Regions from separate parts of the Gossypium arboreum genome. Here region 2 is linked to region 1. A link is a contact called in public Hi-C data. All regions are on one chromosome and are shown on one strand. Each heading gives the region's core, a stretch centred on a gene start, on an enhancer-like site or on the middle of the called end of the contact. The rest is flanking DNA. Distances are from core to core; before and after follow the strand shown.

Region 1 (6,476 bases), core at 320-2,819:
CATAAATCACTTTTAATATTTTTTCATTTCTGGGGTGTTGCTTTGGCTTCAAGTTTTTGGATATTGATTGTGAGTGTCTATAATTATGAATAAGCAGATGATGCAGCACCCACCAGTGATGAAGCTACTATTCTGATTCACATCGTTCAAGATTAAACAACTGTTGATGATTGAGGAATGATTTGTCTTCTTGTGTTAAAATACATATTTATTTAAGTATTTTGTTTATTGTTTAATGTTTAATGTCAAAATCCTTTGAGACAATTTATTACAAGTGTTGGAGATTGATTGAGCCATGTGGATTTTAAATTTGACAAAAATTTATAACAATCTTAATAAATAAACCTAAATTTTAAATTCAAAAATTAAAAGACTAAATTTTAAAAATAAAAATATGAAGATCAAATTTTAAATATATAAATAATACAAAAATTTTGAGCATATTATAATTTTAATTTTTAATCTTATAATTTAATCAGAAAATAAATAATTTACCAAATAATAAACAATATTTAACAAAAATATTTATGTGGATAAAACATCAATGAGTGTCTAAATATGCAAGTTTTGACATTTTATTTATTTAGTTTTCTCTTGTAAAAACTCGAAACCATTCAATTTCATTTCATATTCATTGAAGAATATTTCTTATTCGAATTTACTGTACATTTTGGTACTTAAAGATAATAAAGTTAATTTTTAGTGTTTAATTTAAATTTTAAAATTGATCAAATGAAAATTCATAATTAGCTAATAATATTAGCGATTAATTTTATAACATCCATTCATAAAACTTAAATTATATCACATCCGTTCATAAAACTTAAATTACATCACATCCATTGGATTGTGTTTGACAAATTAAATGTAAATTTAAACAAATTCACAATTAACACTAAATTTATTCTATTTACAAAATTATGAAAATTTCAAACCAAATTATATTAGAAATTAACTTTCATCAAATCAACCCTAAAATCCAAATTGAACCCTAAAAATTAAGCGTATCAAAATATATAACTTTTATCAAATACATGTACCAAATTTAGCCAAAAATAACATAAGTACCACGTTAAAAATGTCAAAATTGAGTACCAAATGATGAAAATACAAGTACAAAACCATAAGTTAAACCTATATTGTATATGGTTAAAATATGCCAGTCTTTATACTTTTATAAATTTAAAATTTAATCTTTGTATTTTTATTTTTAAGAATTTAACCTTTTACTTTTTAGATTTGAATTCAAGTCTAACTATTATCATAATTAAAATTATTTTATTAAATTCAGTTCAAGGCACACCATTTTTTAGTTACATTATTAACAAGTGAATATTTTTTTATTTCAAAATATCACATCAATAAATTTAACAATATTAACAATTAGACCCGAACTTTAAAATCTGAAAAGTGGAGAGATTAAGTTCTAAATGTTAAAAGTACAGGGACCTATAGCATATTTTAACCATTGTATATTCCCAAAAGAACTTGAGCAACTTCAATAAAAAAAGGGGGGATAATGAACCCAAAATTTTATCTTTTTGTGGGCTACTGGCCCATAAACATAGTTTCGGTCATGGCAGACGCCCAATTCATATTTGGATCGAAAACTCTATAATGCCCTCATCTATTAAGATATGCAGCTATTAGGGTTTCTTGTTTGAAGACCCTAGCAAGACACAGACTTTGAGCAAAGCAGCCTCATTTCTCCAAGATGGTTAGTTTCTTCTACTTTTCCTAACTTCGATCCTCTTACCTTTTCTTAACTATTTCATTCTTTGATAGTTATGTAAGTTTCATGGTTTGCTGCTTAGGCTATTCCATTTTAGTTTGTTTAATCACTGTTATTTAAAGTTTTGGGCTAGCTTTCTAAGCAAATGAAAATTGGCCTAATCTTAATTGATTTTGAATGTTTATTATATCTGGGTTTTCTGTGATTCGCACTGTTCATTGTAGCCGGGATCTATCTAATTCCTTGCCTATTTAGTATAAATGTTGTTTTGATTGATTGGGAATGGGGGACTTGAATGGAACCTTAGATTCTTTACCTGCTCTTCATTCATTGTTCTGTTATTTGTAATGGGTAGACAAATTGACACCTTATGCATTTCAGTTTCATTTACGATATGTTGTTCTTTGCGGTGTGTTACAGGCTAGAGGGTTGAAGAAACATTTGAAGAGGCTCAATGCCCCCAGGCATTGGATGCTTGACAAGCTTGGTGGTGCTTTTGTATGTCATCATCTTGATCCCTTCACTTCCATACTAGTTTACTTCTTTTTCTTTATTGATTCAGTTCTCTCTCTCTCTCTTTTTTTTTTTTTTTTGTACCCATCACCTATACCGTTTTAGATGATGTTTTCGTTTTCCATCTCTGCAGGCACCCAAGCCATCGTCTGGTCCCCACAAGTCCAGGGAATGCTTGCCATTGATCCTTATTTTGCGAAACCGTTTGAAGTATGCTCTCACCTATAGAGAAGTCATTGCTATTCTCATGCAGAGGCATGTTATGGTTGATGGGAAGGTTAGGACGGATAAGACCTATCCAGCTGGTTTCATGGGTACGTGTAGTATCTCTTCACTTCTTCAGCTGATTTTGTCAGCTGATTTATTTTATTTGCAGCATACAAACTAGTTAGTTGAATGAATTGTATTTGGCATGGTTACTCGGTTTTCCACATGACTTCAGAATCCTCCCTTCTGCCTACTGTTTTAAGAGCTACTTTTTTTTTTAGGATTTGAATGTTTTCTCTCTGCCTTTCTTAAATTATTCTCTTCAAATATGGTCTAACCATGCTATACTACCTTCTGGCAGATGTTGTGTCCATTCCTAAAACAAATGAGGACTTCCGTCTACTTTATGACACCAAAGGGCGATTTCGTCTCCATGCCATCAGTGGCGATGAAACCAAGGTTCGGATACTCTATCTATACTTGTTTGATCTGCTTGTTCTGATCACATTTGTATGATACTACTTGAGTATTCCAACTTTTTTCATTCTTTTAGTTATAACATTATTATCCATGTGCCTTTTCGTATTTTGCAGTTCAAGCTTTGCAAGGTTCGATCTGTCCAGTTTGGCCAGAAAGGTATTCCATACTTGAATACATACGATGGTCGTACTATCCGTTACCCTGATCCTTTGATCAAGGCTAATGACACCATCAAGCTAGACCTTGAAAGCAACAAAATTGTTGATTTCATCAAGTTTGATGTTGGGAATGTTGTCATGGTCACTGGAGGGAGAAACAGAGGGCGAGTTGGAGTAATTAAGAACAGGGAGAAGCATAAGGGCAGCTTTGAGACAATCCATGTTCAAGATGCTGCTGGGCATGAGTTTGCAACTCGTCTCGGCAATGTCTTCACCATCGGAAAAGGAACAAAGCCATGGGTGTCCCTTCCTAAGGGTAAGGGTATCAAGTTATCCATCATTGAGGAAGCTAGGAAGAGGCTTGCTGCCCAAAATGCTGCCTAAACTTTAGCATAAGACATCCAGATATGTATTGCTGCAGTAGTTTATTCTAAAGATTAGCTGGAGTTGTTTATTTATGAAGTTGTGAGCAAAATTTTGAGAACTATTTACTTCTTGCAATTTATCTTTTTTTCTGTCGGGTGATGTTACCTACTTTACCACCAGGCTTTAAATTATCGAATACTCGGCTGTTTCATGAATATTAGTGCTTTTGTTGGTTAAATGAGAGTTGCCTCCTTTGGGATGAACTCCTTCCCAGCTAATGCAATATTTGTTTCCATGCTCATCATTTTCATTGTAAAGTAATGCAAATGCAACGCAGGTGAAATTTTATCAAAAGCAAGCTTGTGACATTATAGTTTATTGAGCCTCTTGCAGGTTTTTGCCAATCTGACAATAGGTCAAATTTACGTTTTCTCAATCGGGCTTTATTTATAAATATTTTTTTATCCAGTTCAGTAAATTAATTCCGTCTACCGATTTAGCCATTGGTCAAAATTGATTGTCCATGAGTGTAGCGCACTTGGACGGGTGAGGGTCTGATGCCATGAAACCCTAAGTAGTTCTTCTCTCATGGATTTAGTTTGTGGCAAGTGATCATTAACCCCAATTATAACATTGATAGCACCGATAACAGGTTTTCCTGTAATTTTCTCTTCTGATGAGCGTCCTAATAGCATCCTTCAAGCTAATACACTTCTCTTGAATGTCTTGTGTTGTCATGGAATTCACGAAGTTTTCTTGAGTTTCTTTGGCTTGTCTCCTTTCATTGGCGGGGTCTTTCTACCAAACCTTCATTATGGCATGCATGATAGCTGTGCGAGTGGTATTGAGTGGAACTTAGAGTAAGGAGAATTCCAGTAAGGAGAATTCCACTCCCTTTTCTTACTCTGTGGCTATTGATATCTAATGCTTTTGCTATCATTCACTAGATTTGTCTGGCCTTTTATCTGCACGATACATCTTATCCTTTTGGGTTCTCTACCTACCTAGCAACTTCTACCTCTTTAGCCTTAGTTTACAGCATTGCCTTTTAATATAGTTGATAAAGCCTGGTTAGCTGGGCATCTGCAAAAGCATAATGCATGAGTTTGTGTTGCACTCCTAATATGAATGCTTGAATAACCCGCTCGTCTTTTAGCTCCTTTACCTCTAATGTAGTTGTATAGAACCTTTTGATGTATTCCTTCAACGTTTCCTCCTGATTTTGTTTGACATACCTCAAACTTGCTGATGTGCGAGAGGCTATTTAATTACAACCAGAATGAGTCACAAAGTTCCTACTCAACTGGTCAAAGTTGATAATGGGAACCTAGGGCCAATTAGTACCACCATCTCCTGACAGCCCCCTTCAATGTTGTAGGGAAAATTCAACACTAGATAGAATCTGACACATTCCTCAGGTTATGGAAGGCACAGAAATGGTTCGAGTGGTACGCTAGGGCGGCAGAATCATCACATATCTCAGGAGATAGCTTCATCTTGATTGGGATTGTGTTTGATGAATAACTAGCAATACCAGATCATGAGTGACATCTACCTATTCAAAATCATTCCATGCAAGCTCGTCTAATTTTTGGGTAAATTACACCAACAGTCACCCAACTTTGGGATAGCTGACAAAACAGTCACCTAGGTTTCATTTCAGTCACTCAACTTTTGAAAAGTTACAAACAGTCACTAACGTTATGAAAAAGTGACAAAATAGTCACCGATTAACAATTTCCGTTAGGGGGTTAACGAGAGTGCTGACGTGGCAAGTTAACTAGCTGATGTGGCCAGTTAACTTGCCATGTTGGATGAATAGTCAAAGGGTCAAACAAAAAAAGGAAAAGATGATGTCAGAATGATTTTTCTTCTTTTTCTTCTCATCTTTCTCTTTATCTTCTTCTCCCTCAACCTCTTTCTCTTTATGCAACCCTCATCTTTGTTGCTCATCAATGCAGAAGAATAAAAGCTAAATGCGATACTTCGAGCTGCCAATTTGCTATCATCTGATACCTCATTGACAAGGCTGCTGCTGGTAGCAGTGCTGAACATTGTAGCTTCCTCTTTCCCACTGTCCATTTCTTCAGCTACAGAAACCGGGGCAGAAGCAAATATAATTGTCTTCTTGCAGCTATTGTTTGATGCTTTATCTGCAGAAACCAAATGAGGCATCATTATGACTTCCTTCTCCTTTGAGTTCTGCATAGAAGTCAAAATACATCATGTTACTTCCTAAGATGTGAACCCCTAACAGAAAAGTAACTTTAACAATCTGGATACTTGTCACTTTCAGATATTCATAGATTCCTAACTTATGTGGAAAACAAAATTACAATGGTTTTTCTTCTAGTTTCAAATTTTCATATAGAGGGTTCGTTCATTATGGGAAACACATATAATTACTAGAAAACAAGGTGCCTTTGATGCTAAACAAAAACATGAATGCAAAAATTAGGGGATGATAAAATATAATCATGCATGTTTCCCTGCATACATTGGTGATCCATATTGTTATTCCAAGGAATTTCAGCATAGTACATCGAAATTTAGTAACTTTGACCAAGATGAGTTTACTTGAAAACGCTGTTGTTTGATTCCATCACTTTTGCAATTGGATGACATAGCTTCGAGTTTCACTGTGCTGAATTCTGGCATGGAAAGCAACTTTCCAAGGGTAAACAACTCTTTAAAGACATCATCTTTGGCCATTTTCATTGTGTCGTCCATCATTTTCCTAGACAGTATCAAATCCTCCGTATCACATTGACTCGGAATTCTGTTTTTAGGCTCATTTTCTTCTAGAGATAAGGAAATATCTTGGGTACATTTATCAGAAATGGTTTTTTTATTAGAATCACGTTCATTCTCCTTGTCCGTTTGATTTTCTTCTGGATACATGGAACCAGCTTGCATAGATATATCACTCTCCTTCCATTTTCTCTTATTCTTCTTCTCCTCCTCTTCTTTTTCTTATTCTTCTTCTTTTTCTGTGTTTCTTCTCTTATTCTTCTTTTTCT
Region 2 (6,901 bases), core at 898-3,397, 230 kb after region 1:
TAATGAGAAGCTGTTTACCGTGCTGCAGGCTGAAGGAGGCACAGCAAAATATTCCTTTATATATACTCTTGGTACTTGAAAAGGATATTTAGTGGAAACTGTTCTTTTGCAACATGTATGATCATCTAATGAAGTAAAAAGGCATACATTAACAAAGAGAATAAACCAAAATGAGAAATCATAAAACTAAAGCAAGTTTTAGAGGCCTGATAAATTTACCATTTGCTACCAAGGAAACATCATTATTCAATGGAGCAGAGATCTTGGAACAGCGGGGTCTTTTGAAGGGAGAAACAAAACTTGATCTTCCAATTCTCCTCTTTTCATTCATAACCTGTTTGTTATTTGTTTGAGATGTAGCAATGTTATTTGAAATATCAACCAATGGCCCACCAAATGACCTTCTAGGCAAATTAGTCTGTGAACCAGAACCGCTAGGCAAAGAATTGTTAGTTGCAAAATTTTTCTCAGAAAGCCTATTGATTGATTTCAAAGCATTCTGTGGAGAAGGCATATTGATGGCCGATGCACATGCACTAGAACTTTCAACTGCATCAAATTTTTCAATCAAATTACTCCCAAAACTTAAATTTTCTGAATTGAATATGGACCTTGTTTGCTTGAAAGATGATTTCAGTGGGGATGTGAAATCCTTGGATGTGTCTTTACTTACTGGAAATGAAGTAAAGAAACAGTTTTCCTTGTTTAATGAAGCATCATTAAAATTTTCCTCCTTGTAAACTGTAAATGGTGGAACCTCTTGATCCATTTCACCGAAGAAATTTCCTAGCTCTGGGTCACCAAGAAGACTCCTTGCACGCTTCAATGCATCACTTGAAACTGACAATGATCTTCCACCTGCAGTATGAAACTTGATTGGAGGTGGTTTGGGAACTGAATCAAACATTTTGGAATGCATTGGAGTTGAGTCATTTTCACTGCCTAGTTCACCTCCTAGTAAACGATTCCTAGAGTTTAACATGTGCCTTGGTTCTGATGTAACATCCATAACCCCATAATTTTGCAAATCTTCTTTCTTCCCTGAATGAGAAAACCTTTGGCAGTCATAAGGTTCATTAGTTGCAGGTAACCTCCTTGGATGTTGAAAACCTTCAAAATTGTGATTCTCATTATCTTGTTCAAGTCCCAAAAATGTCTTAGCTCTGACCAGACCAGCTGAAGATATGTTAACCATTTTCCCAGAGCCCGTTTGAAAAAGAGAGTTACCGCAGCCATTGTTCACTGGAATCAGTTTGCCTGTGTGGCAGATAAGTTAAAAAAAAAAAAGAGCTTGGTCCCGCAATTTTACAATGAGCTTGGTCCCGCAATTTTACAATCATCTCAGTGAATATATTAAATGGTTCTAGTAACCAATGCTCCTTGGTTCCTAAAAATAGAAAAACCATTCCGAACATAAATTCAATTCCTACATTTTCCCCTTTTTAATTTCAGCTTCATATTATCCAAATGACATAAGTTTCTTCTCTAAATTGCAGAATATAGTTATCAAACAAAAAAAATGAAAGTAAAAGAGAGAAGCTTTACTTGAAGTAACAGTAGAGGCAGCGTCGTCGTTGGCGAGGATAGATAATGCTTTTGCAATTGAAGATTCTTTCAATGCCACCGATTTCCCCAATCCGGTTCTGAACATCGGATATTTCTCAAATTCTCCATCTCCATTCTCAATAAGCTTCGAACATCCTGCGTTGGATCTAAGGAATTTGAGAGCACGATAATCAAATACAGACGCGAAATGATTGAGAGACTATTTACCTTGAAGCAGGAGATCGGCCATGGATGGGAGTGGAGGAACCGGAGCTCCGTTCGGGTCATCGGCAGGCTTAATCGGTACGATAGGAGGGGAAGCCTCCCAGCGAAAACTTGTTCCGGCATGAGAAAAAATCTGCCACGTAGACATTTTTGAGGATTTTGGCTAGGGTTTGTGTTTGATGTTTTCTTATGCTATATGCTTCATTGAGTTTCGAGTATTGTAACAAATTGAAATTTTTGATGTTTTGATAAGGCGGGAAACGTAAAATATTACGGGGGAGATGAGATGATAAATTGGATTTGGAGGGGAGTATTTTCAGGTTCGTTGGGCTTAAGCTAATCTGGATGCAATTTTGTTGGGTTTTTTTATGATTTTTTCTAAGTAATTTTTCAAAATTAGATTGGTAGTTAAATCAATTAGGTTATCGGTTCAATCATTTCATCTGATTCAATTGAATAAATTATTAAAAATATTAAAAAGTAAACAAAGTCTAGATTTAATATCTGAGCCAATCAATTTTTAGTTAAATCAATTAGTCTAAAACCTTTCTTTGAACCGATATCTTGACCGGTCTAGTCAAACAACCATGAGTTTTACTTTTGTTTTCGTTTTTTCATGCTAATTGTGGATTTGTTTTCGTTTTCGTTTTCGTTTTCGTTTTCATTTTCTTTATGCCAAAATTGGAATTTTAACTTTTTTGAAGAATTTAAATTTATTTATATATAACTTTTAGATATTATTTGTTAAAATTTAACTGTGTTTTTCTTAAATTTTTAAAATATTTAAATTTAAAATAAATAAAAAATAATTAATAAATTTTATTTAATCTTTTTCTAAAATATATAAATTTTAAAATTATTTTTGTATTATAAAATTCTAATTATAAATTAATAAAAAATAAAACTCAATGCGATTCAAATAATTGTAATCTTTTAATTTATATTTTAACTATATAAACACTTCGGATGGAATCAATTTTCAATTTCTTAATTTTATTGATCAAACTTTTTTTTTTTTGTAACAATAAAACAATATCAATTACAAACTATAAGTAGAATCCGAATTGGAAAACCGAACACATCTATCAAACCAAATCTAGTCATCAACCGAGGGAGGAGCCACATGAAAGATTCGCTTGCCAATGGGATAATCTTTCATCGAATTAGCCAAGATATCAGCAACATAATTCACCTCTCTAGGTACTTGCTTTATAAGCACTCTCCATTTACACAATTCTTGGATATGCAAAATCAAATCTCTATTTGAATGTCCTTTATGATACCCATGGATACCTTTGATAGCCAAGGCACAAACTGTTTCAATAATAATGTTCGTCCATTTAGCCTCCCAAGCTAATTTGAGGCTGTCATAGATGGCCCAAAGTTCAGCTCGAAGTACACTGCATCTTCTAATATTTCTTCTTAATCCCCACATCCATTGCCTTGCTCATTCTGTGCTACTACTGTCGTATAAGCAAGCCCCAAATTCGGATTACGAGCATCATCTGTGTTCAGTTTAAAGAAACCTGTAGGTGGAGGAACCCATATCTGATCTCTGCTTCAATTCACAATATTCCCTTTATAGGAGTTTGTCCTTGCTTATGGACCTTGCCCACCCCCACGAAGAGTTGATCATACTAAATATGTTAAAATGGATATCTTAGAACACGCATAAGTTCCACTGTTTCCAAATCCTCCAACAAACAATGCCAAAAAGAAGGGACCAATCTACATCTTGAAAATTAACATCAAAAGTATTTTTCAAGTTGGTAGATAACAATACCTTCAGCAAGGAAGAAAAAAACTGGTTTGAAATCCTCTTGGGGATTAACTGCTTCCACATTTCTTTAGCTTGGCTACAATCTCGCAACATGTGAAGGCAAGATTCTTCAACACTTTCGCATAGCTTGAACGAAGGATCAACAACGAAGCGTCTCCTACACCATTCCTTATTAGTAAGGAGACACTCCTTAAACACCACCCAAATAAATTGATGAATACGTTGTGAGACATTTAAAGACCAAGCTAGCTTCCATTTTGCTTTCAGCGGGTTTAACGAATTTTTTGTAAGCATATCATAGGCTTATTTGATACTAAAATTTCCACTAGAAGTCCAACTCAATATAATTCCATTAGGGCCTACAAGAGAATTCAAGGTCGGAATGTCGCCTATAATGGATAAAATTTCTTCATTCAATAAGCATCGCATATATTCCCAATTCCATTTACCTTCCATATTCACAACCTTACAAAGAGTGATATATTCATCAATCAAAGAAGGAGCCAAGCCATGGTTAATGAGAGGACCTACCTCTGCTATTCAATTATCAGTCCAGAATTTGATAAGTTTCTCATCACTAATTGACCAAAGAATACTTTGACGCAGAAGGGGCCAAACCTTGGAAAGAGATCTCCACATGAAAAAATTTGCTTCTGGAAATTTCCTCGGGGCAAACTTCCAAAATTTTATACTTAGTTTGGAGAACTCTTGCCCATAATGCTTGATCATCAGCTAGGAGGTTAAATCCCAACTTTAGCATAAATGATTCATTTTGTTCCTTAAGGCAACGGATACCAATTCCTCCATTAGGCAAAGGTTGACAAATATCCCCTACCTTACCAACGACAATTTCTTGGTAGCTTCAAAACTCCCCCATATAAATCTTCGAGCAATCCTCTCTATTTCAGTATAAATGCTAGATGGAATTTCATGGTTTGCATGAAGTAGTTAGGGATGGACAACAAAACTAACTGAGCTAGTGTCACTCATCTTGCCATAGAAAGCATCTTAGCATTCCAATTATCTAATTTCTGTCTTACCTTATCTACCACAAACTTAAAAGTATTAGTCGTTATACGTCGATGGAAAAGAGGCAGTCCCAAATAGATACCCAAGTCATCAGTTTGACAGAAGCCAAGTACACTGCATATATCATTAGCATAGTTGGTATCAATATTGCTAGAAAAGAACACAGCAGTTTTGAGTCCATTGACTTTATGACCTGAGGCAGCTCCAAAAGTGTTAAGCACATTCTTTATGTTCCTAGCTTGATTTATATTCGCTTTTGCAAATAATAAGAGATCATCAGCAAAAAATAAGTGCGACACGGAAGGGCCATTCTTACCCAACATAATAGGTTTCCAAGTTTTATTCTCTACACTCTTGTGAATAAGTTTCCCCAATTTCTCCATACACAGCATAAAAATGTAGGGAGACATCGGGCATCCTTGTCTAATACCCCTACTTGAAAAAATTTCAGTCGACGGTTTTCCATCCCACAGAATCTGCATGGACACTGTTGTAATACATTCTATAATAATCCTAGACAAATTTTAAGGAAAATCAGTAACACCCTAACTCAGTATCCATTGCCGAGCAGGTTTGAGCATTACTACCATTTGCGATCACTAAAAAATTAAAATACTTACCGATTCAATGCATCATATAAAATAAATATATTACCATTCAATCAACAGTTTGGCACTTGTATAAGCATCAAACAACAACATTGTTAGTATACTTGCACATATCTCATATAAATTCAACATTGATATATCTATTTTCTCGACATGTCGCACTTGAGTTTAATAATAGTCTCAATTACATAATTTCCTTGTATCAACATATCAAAGATAATCATATATGTACATGTCATGAAACATATCATGCTCTTACCGCTTTCTTCACAAGCATATATCATTCCATTATATCAATATTTTATGCTTCATCATTTCCATATATTTTATGTATATTTATTCGGTAATAGCTTATATCAAACTTAACATAAATTATATTCCATGTACTTATACTTATTTCATTTATCCATTTTCATAATTATTTTATACAACGCTTTTGTACATATATTTCCATATGACCAGTTCTTGTAAACATTTCACACAACCATTTCATATAACCATTCATCATCTGATACATTTTACCTGAATATCAATTGTTCAATAGATGTTATAGCGTCTCCCATCCACGGTCTTATTTATCTTTGACGTGATGCCATAGTGTCTTTCAACTATGGTCTTACTCATTTTCTGTCATGTTGCCATGGTATCTTTCAACCACGGTCTTATTCTTTTCATGTCACGTTGCCATGGTATCTTTCAACCATGGTCTTACACATTTCATATCAGATAGCACACTCCCGCAAACCTCATCCTTACAGTGGGATTACCATCAAGCTAAATCCTCAGTAATATAAACTCATAGAGTATTGTCGGGATTACCGGTCCGGGCTAAATCTCGCAACGACAATTACTCTAATGAGCTTGGATCCAATTACTAGTCCAAAGCTAAATTCAGACCTAATTGGATTACCGTCCGGCTAAATCCATTTTACACATATTCTTGGAAGGGCTATATCAGATAAGATCACCCGTCCGGCTAGATCCTTTTACCGTCAATTCCTTTTACGAGATCCATCGAATTTTCCTTTCATTCAACCGGATTTCTTCTCCTTTTATCAAATTTATCAATGTTTCATAAATTTTCATACAATGAACATTCAAATCATATTCACATAAATAACATACAATCTCAAGCATTTAAGAATATAATTCAAGTTACGAACTTACCTCATTGCTTGTTTGTGTTTATAATTTCATTAATCGATATCTTTTCTTTTCCACGATCAAGTCTCATATTTGAGTCGTCCGGATCTTTATAAATAAATTTGATCATCATTTTCATTCATTTCATATTCTAATGCATTTAATTAATGCTCTAGGAAAAATTACTATTTTGCCCCTAAACTTTTAATTAATGACGAATTCATCCTTAGGGTCAGGAAAATAAAATTCTTGCAATTTAATCCTTATTTCCAGCTATTATTCTCATATATATTGATAAAAATCCATGAATTCTATAAAATATTAGAATTTTTCATAATTTTAACACTTTTCAATTTAATCCTAAAACATGTTTTCCCGATCTTGAACTAAATTAATAATTTCATTCAATTTTGTAATTTAAATAATAAAATAATCCATTTCATGCAATTTGGTCATTTCTGACATGTTTACAAAATTGCCCATAAAGTTTTACTTTTATTCAATTTAGTCCTTGAGCCTAAAATATGCAAATTAGCCATGCTAGATAAATATTCATACATATTTTCCTCCT

Evidence for each region. A called contact is a pair of places that touch in the nucleus more often than the background predicts.
Region 2: a contact with region 1 is called in a Hi-C map of leaf, with 2.6 times the contacts expected there. The contact joins the promoter of LOC108458420 here to the promoter of LOC108460993 in region 1. A contact is called at or near these places in 2 of 5 Hi-C or Micro-C datasets (both in leaf).

Annotation. Positions count from the first base shown.
Region 1 is chr4:111,207,485-111,213,960 of ASM2569848v2, forward strand. It overlaps LOC108460993 (40S ribosomal protein S4-like), which reads left to right and starts at 1,570. Exons shown (of 5, transcript XM_017760737.2): 1 at 1,570-1,717; 2 at 2,153-2,230; 3 at 2,379-2,559; 4 at 2,814-2,911; 5 at 3,046-3,694. The coding sequence starts at 1,715. The coding sequence ends at 3,474. LOC108460552 reads left to right here. Exons shown (of 2, transcript XM_017760080.2): 2 at 98-292. The coding sequence ends at 156.
Region 2 is chr4:111,435,855-111,442,755 of ASM2569848v2, forward strand. LOC108458420 (protein BREAST CANCER SUSCEPTIBILITY 2 homolog B-like) reads right to left here and starts at 2,148. Exons shown (of 20, transcript XM_017757808.2): 1 at 1,774-2,148; 2 at 1,546-1,701; 3 at 220-1,257; 4 at 19-125. The coding sequence starts at 1,918.